Linked DNA regions of Mus musculus: regions 1 and 2 are each linked to region 3. The links are chromatin contacts, called in public promoter capture Hi-C maps. All regions are on one chromosome and are shown on one strand. Each heading gives the region's core, a stretch centred on a gene start, on an enhancer-like site or on the middle of the called end of the contact. The rest is flanking DNA. Distances are from core to core; before and after follow the strand shown.

Evidence for each region. Promoter capture Hi-C pulls out the DNA fragments that hold promoters and counts their contacts.
Region 1: a promoter capture Hi-C map of liver shows a contact between it and region 3, with 6 times the contacts expected there. The contact joins the promoter of 4931402G19Rik here to the promoter of Ubr1 in region 3. A contact is called at or near these places in 12 of 39 promoter capture datasets (the 3T3-L1 cell line, the HPC-7 cell line, cranial neural crest and 5 more), 10 of 115 datasets of contacts at active chromatin or transcription factors (the 230-238 cell line, bone marrow-derived macrophages, differentiating embryonic stem cells and 5 more) and 4 of 9 other capture datasets (adipose tissue, liver, macrophages and 1 more).
Region 2: a promoter capture Hi-C map of neural stem cells shows a contact between it and region 3. The contact joins the promoter of Ckmt1 here to the promoter of Ubr1 in region 3. A contact is called at or near these places in 5 of 39 promoter capture datasets (the HPC-7 cell line, embryonic stem cells, fetal liver and 1 more), 4 of 484 Hi-C or Micro-C datasets (B cells, LSK cells, embryonic stem cells and 1 more), 7 of 115 datasets of contacts at active chromatin or transcription factors (T-cell acute lymphoblastic leukemia, bone marrow-derived macrophages, embryonic stem cells and 2 more) and 2 of 9 other capture datasets (adipose tissue and pancreatic islet).

The regions. Positions count from the first base shown.
Region 1 is chr2:120,467,767-120,471,098 of GRCm38.p6, forward strand. 4931402G19Rik (RIKEN cDNA 4931402G19 gene) reads right to left here and starts at 1,601. Exons shown (of 5, transcript NR_040608.1): 1 at 1,554-1,601. All of the region lies in intron 1 of Capn3 (calpain 3), which reads left to right.
Region 2 is chr2:121,356,392-121,360,202 of GRCm38.p6, forward strand. Ckmt1 (creatine kinase, mitochondrial 1, ubiquitous) reads left to right here and starts at 2,219. Exons shown (of 9, transcript NM_009897.3): 1 at 2,219-2,610; 2 at 3,188-3,386; 3 at 3,554-3,649. The coding sequence starts at 2,459. Gm33947 (a long non-coding RNA gene) reads right to left here and starts at 2,428. Exons shown (of 2, transcript XR_374934.4): 1 at 1,791-2,428; 2 at 1,424-1,524.
Region 3 is chr2:120,968,642-120,972,322 of GRCm38.p6, forward strand. It overlaps Ubr1 (ubiquitin protein ligase E3 component n-recognin 1), which reads right to left and starts at 2,074. Exons shown (of 47, transcript NM_009461.2): 1 at 1,881-2,074. The coding sequence starts at 1,961.

The sequences.
Region 1 (3,332 bases), core at 351-2,850, 500 kb before region 3:
TGAGGATCTTGTCACTTAAATACAAACAAAAACAAGTTAACAACAACAAAATACAGGGTGCTTTTTTTTTTTTTTTTTTTGGTTTTTGGTTTTTGGTTTTTTGAGACAAGGTTTCTCTGTGTAGTCCTGGCAGTCCTGGAACTCACTTTGTAGACCAGGCTGGCCTCAAACTCAGAAATCTGCCTGCCTCTGCCTCCCAAGTGCTGGGATCAAAGGTGTGCGCCACCACTGCCCAGCCTGAGTGCTTTTCTTAAAGGAGGCAAACATGATTGTTTTCTAAAGGGAAAAAGGAAAGAAAAGGATCAGCTGGTTGATATATAACAAGAGTGAAAGGTAGACTGCACTGGAATTGGACTAGGGAAAGCCTGAGGTGCATGCACACACACACACACACACACACACACACACACTGCTCCTGCCATTCTCTATGGCCTAACAGCCACTGAAGCTGTGAAATACTTGAGACCAGTAACCTTTTGGGAAAGGGCAGACTTGCTCTGCATCCTGTCTTGAAGTGGCAGTGCTGAGCCAGCTTGCCAGTGTTAGAAAGCTCTGGAATGGAGAAAAACAAAGTGAGAGAAAATGCCCAGGCTTCACTGAGCTCTGGAGTGGGGGAGACAGAGGAGGAGACCCTGCCACTGAGAGGCTGTGGGTTGAAGACCTGTGTGAGTCTCCATGGATGCCCCAGGACCTCTCACACTTGGGAAGCATCCTGGCCACTCCACAGTGCCACTCAGTACAGCATGAAAACTGCTATTAAACACTCCATGTAAGTCCAGGAGCAAAATGTTGAAGAACAACTGTCAAAGGTCTGAGGTAGTTGGCTTTCCTCCTGACATGAAGAGTCAGAAGGGCAAAGGAGTTCTCCTTCCACACACACATGCTGTAATTTCCATATTGGAAAGCTTTTCATGTCTAGCGGGAAGTCATCTGGTTACAACCCAGACAACAGTAAAGGTATCCAGTGGTGTCCTCTGTTCCTCGGTTGTCACCCTATCTCTGGTTGCTTTATCAGATAGTCACAAAACGCTTGGGCAGGGGTTTATCCAGCTCAGGCCATTAGAGTCCTCAACTGCACAGCCAAGCCTCATTATCTAGATTCTATACTTGTTATTCTCCTACTTAAATTCATTGGTAACTTCCAAATCAATGCTGTGCTTCTGTGAATATTTGTGGACTTGCTCAGGACTCTGAAAACCTCAAGTCACCAGACATACTGGTTCCCAGCTGAGATCAAACAGTAGCCAACACATCTGCATCCTTAAGGAAGGGCTTTCTCCTGATTCCAGGAGGCCTCTGGGCTCTTCTGGGGCTCCACAGCCTCTAAAGTGAAGTCTATAATGGAGATGTCTTCCCAGCCTGGGGTCACTTAGTCAGTACTACTCAATTCTAAAATGAAGAAACACTAGGCTATATCAAAACAACAATTGTCCCCACATCATTGTGAGCAGATTTAGAGACAGCTGGACTCCAGGAGAACCTAGTCTACATAGAGGGACACCCAGCCCCAGACTACAAGCTTAACCACATAGCTTATTTCCCAGTGAAATTACCTTCCCAATGAAAGTGGGTTAGCAGGAGGTCTCTGCTTCCGATCTGTTATAGAATGTCTGCTGCCTTCTGTCAGACAGTTGAAAGGGAAGTTGGGTACCACACTAGCCACAAGAAGGAAGAACTAGGCCACAGTACACAGTAGTTTGAGACAGGATTTGAACAAGCAGACCTGGTGGGAAGCCTGGTCTGCTGCTAGCAGCAAGTCAGGAAAACGATCCAAGTTTCACTTTGCTTTTCCATAAAGGAGCTAAATGTACTCTCTGCTTAGCACGATACTGTGTGATGTCCCTAAAGTCCTAGCTCAGTGGTTCTCCACCTTCCTAATGCTTTGACCCAGTTCCTCATGTTGTGATGACCCCCAACCACACAATTATTCCCATTGCTACTCCATAACTGTAATTTTGCTACTGTTATGAATCATAATGATATCTGATATTTCCGATGGTTTAGGTGATCCCAAAGGGGTCTCACCCCACAAACTGAGAACCATTGTCTTAGATGCCTACAGTAAGGCAGTAATAGCCATTAACAAGAAAGCCCAGGACACAGGTTTTGAAACAAGGGGAACCAGAACTGTGCCCACCACTAAACCACGTGACTGACTACTCCTGGGTCTCAGCTTCCTCATCTGTAAAAAGCAAATGAAAACGCCAGCTTTCACTGAGTTCTGGAAGGATAAAACAGGATACTGCATCCAACATGTGCACACGTGCACACATGCACACACGCGCGCGCGCACACACACACACACACACACACACACACACACACGTAGCACAGTCAGTAAGTGGTGCTGGTGGTAACTGAAATGCTAATACTAACTTAGATGCTTGTTCTGGCTGCAGAGAATCACAGTAGCACCAAACCATCAACCCAGGACAGCAGAGGGTAGGGGAGGCTGCAACTGTTTTGGTGAAAGTGAAGGTTCTAGAAATAACAGTTAGGATTGCCTCAGCTCCTCCTGAGGGTCATGACAGGGACAGAGCTCCAGGGACCACAGTGAATACGTTGACATGACTTGGCAGGATAATGTAGAAAATGAGAAAGGCAGGGACAGAAATGACCAAGAAACCATGAAAAGATGCATTTGCCTTATAAAAAAGCCACAAATGCTTTCTGCACATTTGTATCGTTCTTTTTTAAATTACTATTTTATCCCTCCTCCTCTTCCTCTTCCTCTTCCTCCTCCTCCTCCTCCTCTTCCTCCTCCTTCTCCTCCTTCTCCTCCTTCTCCCGACTTTGAGATAGGCTGGCCTGGAACACACAGGTTTGCCTGCTTCTGCTTTCTGAGTGCTGGGGTTAAAGGTGTGAGCTATCAAGTCTTTTTTATTTATTATTATTTAGTGTGCATCTGTACATGAATCACATGTGAGTTCCTCAATCCGTGTGTGTCAGAGGACAACTCTGTGGAGTTGGTTCTCTCCGTCCACGCCTACATGGGTCCCAGGGTTTGAACTCAGGTCAGGATATAGCAAATGCCTGTACCCACTGAGCTGTCTCACCGGCCCTACTCATGTCGTTCTAAACACTGCTAATCTCTTTTGCTCTTATAACATGTCTTACTTCTGATTTTTAAATTTATTTCTTGATTTATGTATTTACTTATTTAGTTATGTGTGGGTGTGCACATGCATGTGCCCTTGCAATGCATCCAGACATCAATGTCAGGACAACGACCAGGACTCAGTTCTCTTCCTCTACCACGTGGGTCCCAGGAACCAAACTCAGATCATCAGAATTGGCAGCAGGTGCCTCCCCCTGCTGAGCCATCTGTCTGG
Region 2 (3,811 bases), core at 969-3,468, 390 kb after region 3:
CCAAACCCCAATACATGAGCCAGTAAAGAACATTTCTTATCGAAAAAGAATTGATGATACTGATGATATGAAAGCATTATTTACGCATATGTTACTGTTGACCTTGAATCTTCATTTAGGAGTTTGAGTGCCCCCATTTGTTCTCTATAATTTTGGGAACCTAGGAATTGTCCTAGTTAGATGCCTCATCTTACTGAAACCTCTGCCCCAGGCTTCCTGAATTGATAGAGATAGATTCTAAGAGCAGAATCTACAAAGAATCAGTGATAGTTAGGGCTCAGACTCATTCCTCTTCTACCACTCCAACCCTGGGAGCGAGTAATTACCGCAGCTCCCAGCTGTAAACAGCCTCCAGCGACCCCACTGGCATACTGAGCCTCACAAAGAATTTAAAAAGTGCACAAATCGATGAGCCCTCTTGGAAGAGCTATTGTTTCCCATAGGAAGGCATTTTCCAAATTTGAATGACTTCTCTGTACCCTGGCTGCCTTTACTTCTTCTGTTAGCCTCTCTTCCCACACCCCACCTCCTGAACACCTTCTCAGCCAAATAATAGCCCAATTGCTCTCGAAGACTATCTCCTCCTTTTATCTGGGTAAATATACACCATCCCAAGTAATTATATTCACTTACTCATACCTACTCCTTAACCTGGATAATGAACACCCACAGCACAGGTAACATTTTTTTTCCCTCTCCAAAAATAAGGAAGTTCCACCAGTAGATCTCTATTCTTGGAAAATGTGTTATTTTACCAAGAGAAGAGGCTTAAGTAATGGAGCCAAAAGTGAAATGGATTCTTTCTAAGGATACTCACCAATGAGAAAGGTCAGAAAGGAGACATATGGGGTGGGGACTTGAGGGAAATAAAGGAATGTATATTAGTTGGGCCAGTGGGGATTATGAAGGGTAATTCTTTTTCCCAAGTACTTTCTTACAACTTCCAAATATCTTACTGTCTTCTGGAACATCAGGAAGCTGAAGGTAGACATATTAATGGCAATATGTCTGCTTTGCTTTGGCTGGCCCTCCGCACCCAAACCTCAGGTCTCTATCTCAGCTTCAGCTTTCATTCCCCTTCCTGCACTAATAAAAGTCAAGTTGCTCCTAGCCCAGCACGTAGCTGTGGAAACAAACCCTCTTGAGTCTGAGTATGCACTTCGCAAAAGAGAGAGCGGACCAGGAAGAAGACAGAGACTCCCTGATGACCTTATGCCCTTGGATACTACCAGCCTTCACACTCCAGATTAAACTGCCTTAGCAAGCCAAGAGAGGAAGCACGAGTGGTTCGGGAGACCTGTGCCTGCCTGTTCCATTCCACACCCAGTCATCTCACCACACCCTCCTCCTCTCTTTATATTCCCCCTCCAGTCCAGGAACTGCCAGCTGCAGAGAAGAAGGAAGAGAAGGAAGAAGAAACTCACCATTCCCTGCCCAACCCCAGCCCCACACCCAGAGCAATCAACAGGTAGGCTTTCAGACACTACTCAGGAAGAGTCCTTCGAACAGCAAACAGATTTAAGCCTGGAAAAGAAGAAGAGAAATAAAAGATCAAAGGTGAAGCAGGGGTTAGAGTAGAGGAAAAAAAGAAAAAAAAAGCAGGTCCCCAATGAGAGGCAGGAAATAGCCAAGCTGAAGACTTGGAGGCAGTGAGTTTGGGAGACAGAATAGACAGGATAAGAGCCAATAGCTTTCTGATTCTTAAGGGATCCTTTCTCAATCTTATTAGGAAAGCATAGGTGTAGCTGGGAGTTCCCTGGTGCTCTTCCTGGTTCTTAGGGGAAGGTGACCTTGAGGCTGTGCTGTCTTTCCCCTGAGCTCGCTCAGTCTTCCTCCTCTATCTGTTTATTCTGTGGTTTTCCTGCGGCTGACTCTCCTGGGGAAAATGGAGAGATGGCGTGCAGATCGAATTCAGAAAAGAGGCTGGGCAATGTCAACCTCCCCACCCCCACCCCTAAAACCCAGAAAATAGACGGATTGGGTTTCAGATTTAAACAGAGAGGGTATGAAAGAAGGGGGGTTTCAGGTTCGGGAATCCCTGTGGTGCTGTCCTCTACTTAGTGCTGAAATCTGACCACCCTCATCCTTGGTGGGCGTCTGTCTCCAGCCTCAGGGAGTAAATCTCCGGTCTTCTTAATTACCTGGCTAGTGCTACCCAACCCCACCCCCGCACACCTAGCGCGGTGGCAGGCGGGAAGGCGGAGCCTGAGTGAGCCCCACCCCTGGAGACTGCGGCTGGGGCCTCCCTCTGCTCTGGCTGGCTCCTTGCTTCGCTGCGCTTCTCCTGCAGCCTGGTAGGCACCGGCTGCCACTTCAGCTTCAGCCTTCATCGTGACCCCTATTTTGGCTCCAGTCTCCGACCCAGCTCCGTCCTCTCTCTACCCGGTTGCATCTTCCCTCCTAGTTCCTGACTTGCGCCAGATCCTGCTCTGAATCTTTGTAGCCGCATCCCCAAGCCATGGCTGGTCCCTTCTCCCGTCTGCTGTCTGCCCGCCCTGGACTCAGGCTCCTGGCTTTGGCTGGAGCTGGGTCTCTCACCGCCGGGATTCTGCTCCGCCCGGAATCTGTAGGAGCTGCCGCTGCTGAACGGAGGAGACTGTATCCCCCGAGGTATTAGAGCCTGAGATGCACGAGGTGGGGGCTGGGGGTGGTAGTGGTGGTGATGGGAACCGAACAGGTAGAGAGGATAACCTGAGCAAAAGATAGGCCTCGAAGATGGATTTCCTGTACAGTTTGGAGATCCTAGCCCTGTAATGGAAGAACATGTCTAAGGACATGTCACCCGATGTCACTGCCTCCACACCAGCTTTACCTTTGCAAATTCTAGGTTCACCCACTGCCCAAATCCTTTTTGGATGACTAGAAGCTTTTTTTTTTTTTTTTAATCTCGACCTATTCTCCTTGTTCTCCCGAATTCTCCTGAGTCTCTCCCCTCCCCCATCTCTAATGTTATGCTCACTAGAGAAAAGCAACTCTGTAGACAAGGGGGAATTGAGGTGTTAGAACTATTAGGAAAGAAAAGACCCTGGAAATCCCTGAAGAGATTATCAAGATTTAGCCTACCTCTAATTCCCCCTCCTTCCAATAAGCAAAGCCAGACATGGCTCACTGGACAGCTCCCAGCTGACATCAGTAGGTCTAGGCTCCTGTGCCCTCCCTCCATGGTTACTGGGTACCCCCTTCCCAGCGCTGAGTACCCAGACCTCCGAAAGCACAACAACTGCATGGCCAGTCACCTGACCCCAGCAGTCTATGCACGGCTCTGCGACAAGACCACACCCACTGGTTGGACACTAGATCAGTGCATCCAGACTGGAGTGGACAACCCTGGCCACCCCTTCATCAAGACTGTGGGCATGGTGGCTGGAGATGAGGAGACCTATGAGGTAGGGGGCCCCTCAGAAATCCCAGTTCCTTCCTCCTAAAGATCCCTCATGTCTGTTCCCTCAAGACTCTGGATTGTCTATACTCAAACGTTCTGATCCAGTGATATCAATCTACAACTCAAGTGTTTCTTCTTTATAATCGCCTCTTCCTCTTAACTCCTTTTCAGGTATTTGCTGAACTGTTTGACCCTGTGATCCAAGAGCGGCATAATGGATATGACCCCAGAACAATGAAGCACACCACTGACCTTGATGCCAGTAAAGTGAGCCAAATGTGACACTTCCGATATGTGCAGCCTTGTGCACAATGTTCTGTATCTCCAATCATTACACCTTGTTTCCTGACTCAGGGTTAGACTGCTGAGCTTTGTATATTGATAAGAGAAAGAATTGCATATCTTGAAGTATAGCAGATAGGAGGACGT
Region 3 (3,681 bases), core at 824-3,323:
CTTAACCACAAGAGTTTTAAATAGGGAGAATGAAATGGGAAAGGGCAGATGGAAAAACTACAGGAAGTAGGATGAACTCTGGGGTCAAGCAAAAAGGGCTCAAGCCAAAAAATAAAGGCTTCACGGTCATCGGTCTGTATCCACTTACACCACCCTATCTTGAATCTAAGTTCTTCATCTTTTATATTATCTATAGGCTGAATTCCCTGAGGCTACATGACACCACTCCTTGCTTCTCTGTAAAGTTTAAAAAGCCTTGCCCAAAGAAATATATTATTCTTTGAAGACATGTTTGTTACAGATTCCTGCTCAATTTCTATACCATTTTTCCAATTCCAAAGTAATGGATGTTTTATGGTTTTATTAATGGGGTTTTACAGTGCTAGTGGGAAAGAATTAACATAGCAACGATTTAAATAAACATTACTCATCTTTGGCAATAGGAAACTACAACTATTCTGACTATAACGCACTAGATTACAAACAAACAAAAAAAGCACATGATTCTATCTATGAATCTTTTTTTCTATTTTTGTTTTTAGATGGAGTTTCACAGTCTAGTCCGGGGTTTGCCTGGAACTCCTGAAAGTAAATGATCTCTCTATCTTAACCTATAGCTCAGAAGAAGAGCCCTTGCCTAGCATGCATAAGGCCTGGAGTTTTCTCCCTAGCACTAAAAAAACCAAAACCAAAACCAACCAAACAAACAAACAAACAAACAAACCAGTTTATCTACTTGGAAACATTTTCTAGCTGTTTTCATCTAAGCTACATTACCAGTGGTGAAGTGAGTTTCAACTGCTTTTTGGGATGGAGGAGGAAGACTGCCAAGTGCTGATCTAGTGCATATAGTCTTATTCCAACTCTGTCCCTGATGGTTTTTTATCTTACAGACATTCTCTCTAGTCTCCGTGGTTGACTTATTTCTGAGTCATTCTCTTGTCTCATAAAATAATGTTCTAGAGTCTGCTGGGGTAAAGTAAGCCAAGAATGAGTTTATTAAAACTACAAACAACTTCACTAACAGGTATGTGTATATACAATGGGTTTGCGTGGGTGCGGGTATGTTTCCCACACTTTTCCATATGCAGCTATAGACAAACTGATAAAACATGTTGTGATCAATAGTGAGTACTTCCTAAGGACCTCCCTCCCTTCTAGTTATCTGAAGGGACCACATCAGAACATTTGTGAACATTACCCCACCTTTCAGCCTACTCTGTTCGTATTCTCCACGCAGCCAGACTGTTGACTCAATTTTATTCTACCTCTCCTTTCTCAGCCCTTCAAAAATCTAATAGCCAAGTATAGATTCCAGTATTCTCTCGTTTGAAATGTCCCTTCTCATATATAAAAGGCATGACAAATGACAAATTTCCCTCACTGGGGGCCAGATCGAAGGTTCTCAAGACGCTGCAATAATGGATATCTGGCCATGCCTTGCCAGCCGCAACACTCACTGCCACTATCAAGTCCACCCGACAATGCTATATCACACCAGGTGCTGGTCCGGGTCCCGATGCCTATCAACAAGAGGGGTCAGCAATGCGTCTACCGAAAAATGGCCTTCTCCAACCTCATCTCAGCTCCTACATCAAACCCACCTAAATGTGCACGAGTTCTTTCTACTTCAAAATAGAGACATGCGTGTCTGAGCACGTTGAGACTTAATAGATGACAGTCATTAAACTCCGTAGACCTGGCTGGCAGGAATGTGTGTAGGAGACGACTAACTTTATCGGGGGAGGGAGGGTCGATCCTTCAATCCTAGGACTCCCCTTCCCCAGTGCCGCCATAGAAAGCGGAGCCCCAAACCCTCCCAGGCGCGGTGGGAAGCTGTTGGTGGAGAGGACAAAAGGCGCTAGCAGATGAAGACTCACCGATGCCGGCCGCTGCGGGGCCAGGGGAGGCTCCGGGCTGACGTCCATCCTCTCGGCGCCGTCCATCTCTTCGTCCGCCATCTTAAGGGAAACGAACGCCCGCAGTTCCCGACCCCCGGCCGCCAGCTAGCGGAAACCTGTGGCCGGCCCGACGCGACAGGGACGACACTTTTACGACGGCCCCTGAAGTCAGGTTTGTCGCAGCACCCGGAGCGGCTTCCGGTCGGCTTCCCGGAAGCAGGCTGCCGACCTGCCAAGCCGGAGGTTTCCGCCCCTGATGGTTAGTTAGCCCTGCTCCACCAGGGCTGATCCCCGAGGGAAGACCTCACAGCTTTGTCGCCATCCCTTAACCCCGGGGCAGGGGTGGTGAGATGACAAAACCGAGAAACCTAGTCCATCCGTCGGTAAGGGAAGACAAACTGAATACATCCCCGTTATGGAATACCCCATGAAAAGAACAAGGTAGATGTACGGAAACATCGAGGGGAAACTGTTGCCACAGACTACAAATTCCTGCATTTGTGCATCTATGCATAGTGCGAAGGAATAGCTCTGAACCAAGAGAAAACACCCAAGGCCAAGACCAGGGTTGGAGGACAAAGGTGATAAAGAGCTAATTTAGTGTCCTCTGTTTTTGTTTTTGTTTTTTGTTTAGTTTGGTTTAGTTTTTACGAAACGAATAATAGCCTCCAATACCACGCATTCCTCCTACCTCTGCATTCCAAGTGACAGATGTCAGCCACCTGGTCCCTTTTTAAATTTATATATATACTTTAGCGACTTGTGTCTGTGTCTCTCTCTCTCTCTCTCTGTGTGTGTGTGTGTGTGTGTGTGTGTGTGTGTGTGTGTGTGTGGATCATGTTTAGAGATCAAAGGACAATTTGAGGGGATTGGTTTTCTACCATCTCACCTGCCATGGAAGTGGGTTTTGTTTTGTTTTTGTTTTTGTTTTGTTTTGTTTTTTTGTTTTTGTTTTTGAGACAGGGTTTCTCTGTATAGTCCTGGCTGTCCTGGAACTCACTTTGTAGACCAGGCTGGCCTCGAACTCAGAAATCCGCCTGCCTCTGCCTCCCAAGTGCTGGGGTTAAAAAGGTGTGCGCCACCACCACCTGGCTTTTTTTTTTTTTTAGATCTGTAAGGTCAAATTTTCTTCACATACACCAACCAAAGCAACACATGACTGACTATAGATAGAGGCAGAACTAAAACACACCTACCCTTCTATTAAATTGGAACTTAAGAAATTTGGAAATTCTCACATTTTGGATAACATTTGTTTACCGAGTTAATTTTCATTTTAAATGCTGTTTATGCCTGGTGTAATGGCACCCACCTTTAAGCACTCCAGAACCAGAGGCAGGTGGATCTCTGAATTCAAGGCTAGCCTAGTCTACTCCAGAGCTATGTGGTGAGACCCCATCTCAAAAAGAGAAAAAGAAAGGAAAAATGTTTAAGATGTTATATTGTTTACATGCCTGTAAGCCGGCATGGGTGACTTACAGCTGTAACGTCAGCTAGCATTTGAGAATATGAGGGTTCTTCCAAGTTGGAGGCAGCAGAACTATATAGTTCCAGATCAGTCTAGCTGCCGGTGAGGTCCTGTCCCAAAACAACAAAAAGCAGAACATGTTGGGTTACATGAAGCCCTGCATAGAAACTTTTAAGCTAGTTAAAAGTTTTCTCCATCTTAAATTGTTATTAGTAAATATTGATAGGAACCATTTGTACAAAAGATTCTTGGGGAGGGGCAATAATTTTAAGGAGTTTAAAGTGATCCTGAGAAAATAAAGTTTGAGAAACG